2 separate regions of the Mus musculus genome follow, and region 1 is linked to region 2. The links are chromatin contacts, called in public Hi-C maps. All regions are on one chromosome and are shown on one strand. The core of a region is the stretch at or near the end of the contact, and the rest is flanking DNA. Distances in the headings are between cores, read along the strand shown. Region 1 has its middle 420 kb from the start of Mir6352. Region 2 overlaps Gm32622 (a long non-coding RNA gene).

The links. A called contact is a pair of places that touch in the nucleus more often than the background predicts.
Region 1: a contact with region 2 is called in a Hi-C map of neural progenitor cells, with 5 times the contacts expected there. The contact joins two enhancer-like sites. A contact is called at or near these places in 3 of 484 Hi-C or Micro-C datasets (cumulus cells, neural progenitor cells and ventricular fibroblasts) and 1 of 9 other capture datasets (embryonic stem cells).

The regions. Positions count from the first base shown.
Region 1 is chr1:77,077,322-77,082,546 of GRCm38.p6, forward strand. No RefSeq gene overlaps it. Among named protein-coding and RNA genes, the nearest start is that of Mir6352, 420 kb to the right of the region's middle. Within about 2 kb of position 3,645, at least 22 of the 459 cell types and tissues checked have an H3K27ac peak or open chromatin away from gene starts, as enhancers often do. A contact at or near this core is called in neural progenitor cells, where this site is marked.
Region 2 is chr1:76,026,533-76,031,530 of GRCm38.p6, forward strand. The region is part of intron 4 of Gm32622 (a long non-coding RNA gene); the gene reads left to right. Among named protein-coding and RNA genes, the nearest start is that of Gm29065, 9.8 kb to the left of the region's middle. Within about 2 kb of position 2,764, at least 20 of the 459 cell types and tissues checked have an H3K27ac peak or open chromatin away from gene starts, as enhancers often do. A contact at or near this core is called in neural progenitor cells, where this site is marked.

The DNA of each region.
Region 1 (5,225 bases), core at 2,395-4,894, 1.1 Mb after region 2:
CACATGGGTGAGTATCTTGTATCACATTCACAGGAAAATTAAACCTTTCTCTAATGTATTTCTCTATTCCCTGTCTCTTTAAGTGATCCACCAGTCCAAAGGCTGACTCATTTTAATGGGAAAATTTGTTTGTTTTTCTCTGGCTGGACTTGAAATAAGAACTTGCATTGCAATTTTATTTTGGGTGGTGAAATATTTTATCAGATTCACATAAATACATCAGCATAATTCCATTCTGTAGTCTACTTATAGTTCTATACACTGCTTACAAAGCACATTCTTGGCAGAAGAGGATTTTAATTTTTGAATAGGTGGCACTAAAAATTGAATCCTCAGTTCTTGGACCTTATGCAAATGATCATGGGGATATAATTTTACAGAAACTTCTGGTCTTGTAGCTTTCACACATTGTTTTTCCTTTGCCAGCCAGACTGAGAAACAGAATATGAGACTTTTCTGGCTTCCTGCTTTGGTACCAATAGAGTTGCTGTATAGTCAATTCTATGATTACAAGGCAGGGCAGTGGTTAAAAACTGTGTAAAAATCTGTGCATTATTAAATATTTTCCACTAAAGCCACACCTATACTTGCTCAAATTAATTCCTTAGTTCAATGCAAAGGAGTTGGTATTTCGGTGATGGCTGAGAACTTGCTGCTAGAAAAGGTTCTAAATGTTGCAGCTCAAAGCTCATTAACCGTAAATTCATCAATAAATGAAACCTTCAAAGTAAGTCCATGTAGGTAACTATCATTTCAGAGGCCAGAGCAACTGGAGAAGCACAGTCAGGATAGGGGCAATACAAGGGATATACTCTTAAGGAGAGGATTTTAAAAATAACTGAGACTCTGAATAAAAGAAATTCTGTTTTCTTTGTATGCCCCAGTACAGGGGAACGCCAGGGCCAAAAAGGGGGAGTGGGTGGGTAGGGGAGTGGGGGTGGGTGGGTATGGGGGACTTTTGGTATAGCATTGGAAATGTAAATGAGCTAAATACCTAATAAAAAAAAAGAAATTCTGTTTTCAAATACCATGATCCAACAACACTAAACAATGTCAATGGATAAACTATCTCTTTTCTCTAAAAACTTTCACTGGTTTTATTTCCAAATGATTGCAACAGTAGGTATTAGATTTTAGTAATGTTTATGTGTGTGTCAACTTAGCAAAGTTTTTATGCTATTCCTTTCATTTTGTATTCTTTTGCACATAGAAATTTTACCCCAAGAATGCTCAGCAATACAGAGACAGAGACATAGCAATACATAGATGTCTGTACCTTTATACCCATTTGCCCTCACCAACCCCATTCCCAATCATTGCAAGGGCTCTGTCTTTCTAATGCCTCTGGCCAAAATCCTTGGTGCCTTTGACTCCACGGTCTTTCAATACTCCACAATGACTGCACTGGATATTGTTGGTCTTAAATGCTAAAGATACTTAGAATCCAACCTACCCTGGCCCACCCCTCCGCAGCCCTACATCATGTTACATCATCTCACCTAGACCACTCTGATGGAATCTACTCCACATTGTACAAACCAGGCCTTGTAGTTAGCAGCCCGAATCATCTTTGAAACACATCCATTGTCCTACTCTTCTCCAGGAGGAACTATTGGCTACTGATAGATGCTGGGAGTCGCTGTCTTCAGGGCATACCCATTGGTGAACCCACCAGCCTTCACTGCATATCCATACCCTCAAAGATGACCATGGTAAACCTCAGTTGCTCACCAAACAAAACAAAAAGGCATCAAAGTGGGAATGAGACCTGTGGGGAAGAGGTAGGGTTGAAAATGGTGTCGGTGAGGTAAAAGGATGAGGGTAAGCAGAACTCACTCTATACATGGATGAAATTGTCAAAGAACAATGTTATCAGTTTAAAAAGACAAGAAGGCCATATGTTGGTGTATGCTCCTTATCTGTTTGAAACTTTCTAGTGGCTGTCTACTTTTCTTTAAAATGGTGGTCCTCACAGTTCACAGGCAGGGTGTCCTGGATCCTCCTACAGTTTTACTTAATTAATGAAAGGTAAACAAATTAGAGGGGAAAATGGAACTTAAAATGTGTATGTCAGTAATACTGTTTCAAAGAACCCATCCTCAGATGTAATCACAAATGGAATCTCAAATTTACACACATTCCTCCTATGTTGTTTATAACATCCACAGTAACTGACATGGAGGCAATGTTGCATAACACAACCTGCCTCCATCCAGTGACATGAGATGACAGGACCATGCCATGCCCATGCCTGGTGGCTTGGGATATGAACTCAGGACCTCTTGATTTCATAGCAAGTTCTCTTATGCACTGAGCCTTCACTCCAATCCCTAGATATCGTATTTCTTAAATCTCTAATGATATGAGATAATATTTGTGAAAATGATAACTGAAAAATAATTCAATCATGCAAGATAATCTAATCTTTAAAATATATGCAAATACATACACATACTCTCTCTCTCTCATGCACAGGTGCACACACACACACACATACACACACACACACGTATATAAAAACAAATGTCAAAAAGAAAAAAAAACTCCAAAGAAAAATGAAGTTTACTGCAGAACAGTCCATTTGCTAAATGTCTGTTATCTTAATTTTACTTTCTTATTTTCTATATTTCTTCTATTGTGTATTTGTTTCAATACAAGATAGTTGAAAAGGTTTTTATCTTCAGACTGCTAATGAAATGAATATACAGTTAAGTTCACATGAAAATTGTCATAGCGAAGTGTGGTGGCACATGACCGGAGCCCTAGGTGAGGCAATAGGATTGCAAGCCTGCGGCCTACTTAAACAATTATATATACTACCACAGTGTATAATATGACCGTTACACATTTCCAATATTTCCCCACCAATGAGAGTTTATAATTTCCCTCACATTAAGTCCCAAGTTTATAAGAACCCATTTACCTTAAAACTTATCCATTTATTCATTTATCTATGTAATGTGTGTATGTTTTGCCCCTCTGGGTTTAGGTGTATCATGTGTAAGCAGGAGCCCTCAGATGTGAGAATGGAGAGTCAGAAACTCTGGAACTGGAGTTACAGGCAGTTGTGGGTCACCATGTAAGTGCTGGGAGCTAAACCTCTGAAAGGGTGCTGATGCTCTTAACCACTGAGACATGTCTCAAACCCCCAAATCCATCTATAGTAAGAGTATAGATGGCTTTGTATATTTTAACAAATATATATATATATATATATATATATATATATATATATATTATAGCAAATTCATAAATTTATTATATTATTTTATAATTATATCTGTCTATTATAATACATCTATAATATATAATTATACATGTATAATTATACTTGCACATATATTATATATTATATAAATCCGAAAACACTGAATGGTTCTACCTCTGGACCAAACTGAAAGGACCAACGTGTCTTCCTAGAATTCCCACTCAACTCAAGGAAAATGTGATTATGAATTGAGGTAAATCAGGCAGGATGACATAACCCAGAAGCTTCAAGGTCACAAATGCCTCTCATTTCCACCTTTCAGGGGATTTTAAAGGGGGTAGCCGTGTACACGGAGCGAGGCTGTGCAGAGAGGCTCTGCTGAACTGCTCGATGAAAAGGCAAAGGAGAAGCACATTATTGCACTTGAACTATGATGTCATGTGGAATGCATTCTGCCAGCCTGGAGGAGCAGGAAAGTCAGCAAGCAGAGCCGGGTGCTCCTCATCTGCATGCACACACATGTCCTGACTCTTTATATCCTCACCATGGGAGGATACAGAGGGAGGGGAAAAAAAGAGAGAGATACAGGAGTTAAGAAATATTGCCAAAACATGTAACTGTTAAATTGCAGAGCTGGCTTTCAAACTCAGGCATTGAATGCTATGGTCCCTTCCTTCTTAATCTCACTCCCTGGGCACAAAAGAAAGAGGAACTCCCCAGATACTACAAAATGCATTCCTTGTAGTCTGAGGGATTTTTTAAGTGGGGGAGGAGTTACATTCTGTTTTAGAAAGCTTTGATGGTATGCATGTGATGCATGAGTGCATGTGTTTGTGTGTATGTGTGTGTGCATGTGTTTGTGTGTGTGTTTGTGTGTGTATATGTGTGTGCCTGTGTTTGTGTGTTCATGTGTTTCTGTGTGTATATGTGTGCTCATGTGTTTGTGTGTGTTTATGTGTTGTATATGTGTGTGTATCTGTGTGTTTATGTGTGTGTGTGTGTGTGTGTGTGTGTGTGTGTGTGTGTGTGTGTGTGAAGTAGGAGATTTGCTAACGCAATCATTCTTCCATCCTTCTGTTGCAGTAAGGCTGAAGTGCCTTCCTCCTGACAGGAATAAGGCCGCAAATGAAACAAGGAAGCACGATTGTTCTCTTCTGTGAGCCGCTTGAAGGGCAGACGATCCTTGGTCCATCCATTACCACATAAATAATTAAATACCCAGAGCCTGCAGCCAGCCCAGGTTGGGCACTGGGTGAAGCAATTCACATTAAATATTGGGAGAACAACACACTTGGTCAGTCATTAGCTCCTCCTAGTGGCTTCTTTGGCCCTTGGTCAGGAGGCAGCTAAGGTATTGGCTGTCTTAGAGGAAACCCAGTTACTTGCGCATCTCTAAGCCAGGGGACCTGGTCACACCATGGAAAAGACCACACCCATGAGCATCAGAGCTGATTTCCCAGAGCCACAACGGAGCGCTGAGCCTTCTACTCCGGTGGCATGTATAAGTCTGTCAACCCAGATGCCTAAGAAAGGAAAGCCCAACCACAATCACGTTCTCTGCTGGAGATAATTAGAACTTCAAGTGGTGGAACAAAACAAGTAATACATGGTGACCTACAGGTGCCTTTCAGTTATACTGTGCTCCGCTCCTGCCTTGTGGAAGAGAAAGCAAGTGTCACAGGAAAGTTTAATCACATCAAATACAGAAACCAGGCCAGAGCTCTGTGGGGGTGGGGTCAGGAGGAAGCAGGGAGGAGGTAAGAGAGACTGGCTACTTCTGAGTTCTCCATTCAACCCCCCCTACTCATCTCTTCTATGGAAATGACTCCCCTTTGAGAATCAGCAGGTCCCACGCCACACCATCCATATGGGCCATAGATTTGGCAAGGTTCAGTATTCAGGTCTCCAAAGACATCTTGGCAACTCAGAGGGAGGTGAGATGCTCTGAGTCCCACAGAGAGAATAAGCTTCATTATCAAACTAGAAAGGATACCCTTGGGCAATCCTAAACTAGAAT
Region 2 (4,998 bases), core at 1,514-4,013:
ATCTCAATGGTTAAGGTGCTACCTATGTGGTCAGGAAGGCAGACATTTACTCTGTAGGTATAACTCAAGATGCAACCCACTTGAGAAAAGCCTGCATGGTAGGATAAGCTTGTATTCCCAGCTCTGAGAAACAGAGGCCAGGCACTGCCTAAGACTCTTTGGCTTGCTAACTTCACTTACTTGGCATGTTCTCTTACAGTCCAGTGAAAGACCCTGTCACAAAATAAAGTGCTGGTCATTACCACATTCCCAATGGACCTGCAACCTCCAAATGCAAATGTACACATATGCATGTACCTCCCCCTCCCTGTGAAAACACACTCACACACACCAAAGGAGATGCGTGAACAAGCTAGAGGAGTCTGGGAAATAGCTAAGCCAGGTAGGACAGATCTAACTCTATCCAAAGGCAGGGGGATAAAGAGTCTAGTCACTGTTCTCTCCCTGACCCGACCCACATGAGCACTGCTTGCCAAATGTTTCTTCCAGACTTTATCTCCATTTCTCCCCATCATGGATGGATGTTTTCATTCCCGTTATACCCGAGAAAGTTCCAGAAAAGTACATTTCCAGAACATATACAGAGCAAGTTGGGTTAAATAGTATCTAGATTGGCCCCAGAACAGACATTCTCATTGGCGGGTCTTATTTAATGATGTAATCCTAGGGAAGAGTGCAGGACTTTAATCATCAGACAGATAGGAGCTAAATCCTGCCTTGACAGCTGTTTAGCCAAGGGAAAATTTCTAAATCACCCTCGGCTTTACTTCTCAAACCAGCAACGGGAGTAATAGTAGTGTATGCCTCTTGGGTTAATGAGGTATAAAGAAGATAACGTTGATAACGGAGTTACCGGAGTGCTTGGCACAGAGCCAGGGTTCCCCAAGTGATTGGCATCATCACTATCAAGCTGTAGTGTGTGTCAGGGCTGGACACATGATGCTCACAAAGTTATAGGCTCTCAAAGAGTAACCCAGGATGGCCCCTGAATTTATTGAGAGCATAGTTGTAAGTATTGGGGGAAATTTTATTTACTTAAATGACTTTATTTTGAAGGAACCGGACATAAGCAGAGTCCAGGCCATGCCAGGTTTGTACCCATGAGCCTGGCCTCAGGATGCCATACTGGTGTCCAGGAGGTACCTCTAAAAGGGCTCCAGGTTCTGCTGTTGCTTAAAAATAAATTGAGGAGAAACATGGTTTCAGAAGCAGAGACATTTCATTAGGGAAAGATGTACTTCCGAGACCGGAAGTGAGCTGGAGGAAGAGCAGTCCAATCAGGATTTGGGCTTTCATGTCTCATTGGTTGGGCATCTCCATGCATGCTCCGCTGTTATATGCAGCTCTACCTACGTCATGAGTCATATGTCTCATTAGCATGTTAAATTTCGGTGGGTGTGAACCTTAGCATCAGAATGAGCCACAGGCTACCACTATGGAACACAGCTGTACCTGAACCAATGTCACCAGCAAGTTTTAGTCATCCTAGGGGTGGGGTAGATGTGGGGTGTTGGGAGGTGGTTCTAACCTTCTCCTTTGCTAATTTTTCATATGCTGATTTTGCTAGACTTTGTATCCATCTTTCTGGGTACCACTCTCCACTGTGTTTGTCTGCCTCTGTGGCTTCAGATGTAATTCACAATATCAGAGACAGGGCAGTAAATAGGCCCAGGAAGGGAGTGATCAGTGGCTGGTTCACACTGAGATTCTAGATCCATTCTGGGGAAAACAAGAACTGGGAGATCTTTGTGGAAACTGGACCCCTATCACCATGATAGAGACCCTTCCAAGTACACAACTGCTTATGCCTAGGGATCTTTAAAGATGAGTCACTTGTGATCCACCCGCCATACAGTGAGAAGCTTCACTGGACACTGTTCTGAGTCCAGTATGTTGTTCACATAGAATGTTACTCCCCCAATGATTGTATCAGGGATTTATAGGACTCACCATATTTCATTCTGCTGTGATTTGGATCTTGGTAGGTTTTCTCCATCTGCTTAATGCCACTGAGAATTCGACCTCTGGAGGTGACTTTACTATGCCTCTGACCCACATGAAGATTGGCTCCAGGGGAGAAGGGCACAGTCCAATACTTTTGTGGGCATGCGTTAGCCTTGAATGGGTAGTCAGCAGGAAAGAGCCAGACAGGGTAGGAGAAGGAACTGAGGGGAGAAAAGGATGGTGTGACAAATAGCTTAGCCTTGATCACAATTCTGTCCTGATGCGATGTGTGGATATGTCAAGATTGTGAATTCCAAGAAATGCTTAGGGTTTCTCATTTTACAAAAGGCTAGCAAAAGGCAGGCTTTCTAGTGGCTTTTCAAAACAGTGAAAAGGAGGCTCTTATGCAGGTACACTTTGTGTGTGGGTGTGGAAGACCTAGTGGGAGAGATGACATCCTAAGGAGAGACCCTTGTGCCTGTCTCTACTTTTCTGTCCTCTAGCATCTTTTCACAGGCAAAGTCAGTTGAATCTGACCTTCAAAGACATAATAAACTTACACTGTCCACCCGCCAAGTCCTTTAAGGACAAAGAACTCTGCCAAGCCTGGAATGAGTAGAGATCTTACATCTCACTAAGCTTTTGGTTTCTTTTCTCTTTCAAACATGGGGTATTTTTAAGACCTCATTTCTCTCAGCTCAGACTGGAATACAAAGCTGTTTCTGTAAGAGAGAAAGAAGACAGTGAAAGCAGCCTGGGGCCCAGGTTCCCTCCCTTTCTGCTAGCCTGTCTCACAGCTTAATTTGCATACATCCTAGCCTTTGTCTCAGGCTTTCTAGAGGTTGAAAGATGGCCACAGGCAGGATGGGAGGAAATTAGGTCCCCACCCTTGTCCAAACTGTAAATCTCTTTTCCATCACTAGTTCCTAGTTCCTAATTTGTATGGAATAAGAAAACTGAAGCGGCAGGTTTGTGGACCCAAATGCCTAGTAACAACAGAACAAATTCCTTGACCTCTCTGATACTCTTTTTGTGTAAATGGGGACAGCGACCTCTCACTCCGGAGTCTCACAGGAGACTCCAGGTTATTTGTATGACATTTGGAAAATTACTGTGAAAGTGGAAGGCAGTCACAGGTGTTGCTTAACAAAGGAGAGGCCAGAACAGTCTATAGCAGGACAAGAAATAGCTTAGTCTTGGTCACAATTGAGTCCTAGTGTGATATGGTATGGGAGCACACACCCAACAGACACACACATCCCTTCCTCTGCCTATTCTTTTGAAGGCTCCTCCATTGATACTTAGCACCAGTACTTAAGAAAGAGACCCTGTGCTCCTAAGTGCATCATTGAGATGGTACTCTCTGCTGAGGACTCAGCTTCAAAAGGAAGTTCCTGTGTGGATGATATTATACAGATAGTAAATGAGCAATTAAGTTCTATTTGATATTAGTATCCAGAGGAGGACTTCACCTCTTCTTCCTAACATTCTGCTGAAAGAATTGAAAAAAACTTAGGTGGATGGATGGGTCATAAGGCAGATTTGGAGTGCTGAGAGAGACTTGCAGTTGAAAAGTCAAGCAGAGGAGATTAAAGTCTGGAAAATGCCTACAGAACTATTGAATTCCGCAGGAGAAATTTCCATATCAGAGCAGACCACTTGACCATATGCATTACGGCTCTGCCTGCCCCTCGTTGTAACTTTTATTAGGCTATTCCATCTGGCTCCTGGTCACAATTAGAAAACATCATATGTGAGGAATCTTTGCAGTCTGAGGTTTCGGTTCGCAGAGATTTAAAAAAATATTTCCACTTATCTTTATTGGGCTGCTTGTAAAAGGAATGAAGCTCTTTAAGCAGACATTGTCTCTATGCCGTGGAGAGAGAAGATGGTGAGCAGGCGATTAAGTTGTAGGATGGAGAAAATGGAGGATTGGTTTAAGTGGTTGGTTAGAGGGAAGACATCAGATGACACACTGAGCTATTAGGCTGTTTGCTTGGGTTGTTTAATGAGCATGGGGTCTGTGTGTGCTTGGGCATGTATTGAAGTGTGTGTTGGGTGCATGCTCCCACACCGTATCATACTAGGACACAATTGTGACCAAGACTTAAGCTGTTTCTTGTCCTGCCTTTTTCTTTCTTTACTCTCCTCACCTCTCCCTACTGCCTCCCCCACCTTTTTCTCTTTTCCCTCTCCTCTTTAACCTTTCTCTTCAAAGTCTGCTGCAGGCACTCTGCTTTTTTGTAAATGTAGGGTAATTGATCATTAACAGCTTAGAGAGGTATTAGAGGCGAGTAAAGGAGGCATTGCTTTTTCAAGTTTGTGCATCAAAGAAACTCTCTGGCTAAAAAGGATGAAAATGTTGACCAGGATATGGGGGCAGGCATTGAGTGCTTGCAAATATCACTTCAGTCAAGGACTCTAGGACTTTTTCCTTCTAGAAGAACTTTGTATTAACTAACGAGCTAACCAACTAAAAAGTGACCACTGTTTTCTAACATTATCATAGACAAGAGAGATGACCAGATGACCATGTTGGTTTGCTGCAGTTGACATAAAGGTACTGATTCTAAGAGGAGAGATGCCATCCCAGCTTATGAGGAGTTAGGGTCCCCACAAAATAAGCTCTAAGGCCCTGGGAAAGATCTTCAGGGTGGAACACACCAAGTCCCCACTTCACCCCTAAGAACTCTATTTAAGCCACAGTCTGCTGGAGTCAAAGTTATATTTTCAATGGAAAGTACATCTTTCCCTACTTTCTTTGGGGTTGGGAAAGCAGGAACAGGCTTTTAGGCAAGTTCAGGCTGTGCCCGTTTCTTGCCAGATGCTATTGTTTGCCTCTTGCTCCACGCTTTGTTCTGCATTCTTCTTAAGTGGTACTCTGGGTAGCTTGGATTCGCTAAGTTAGACAGTCACAATTTCCTGGCAACCGAATACATTCCTGCCTTGTAGTTTTTAAGTGCAAGGTCATTCAGATGACATGAGATGCAGTGGAAAATAGCGTCCTTGTTTCCAACAAACAAACAAACCTCTTCTTAGTATTCGTTTAAGATA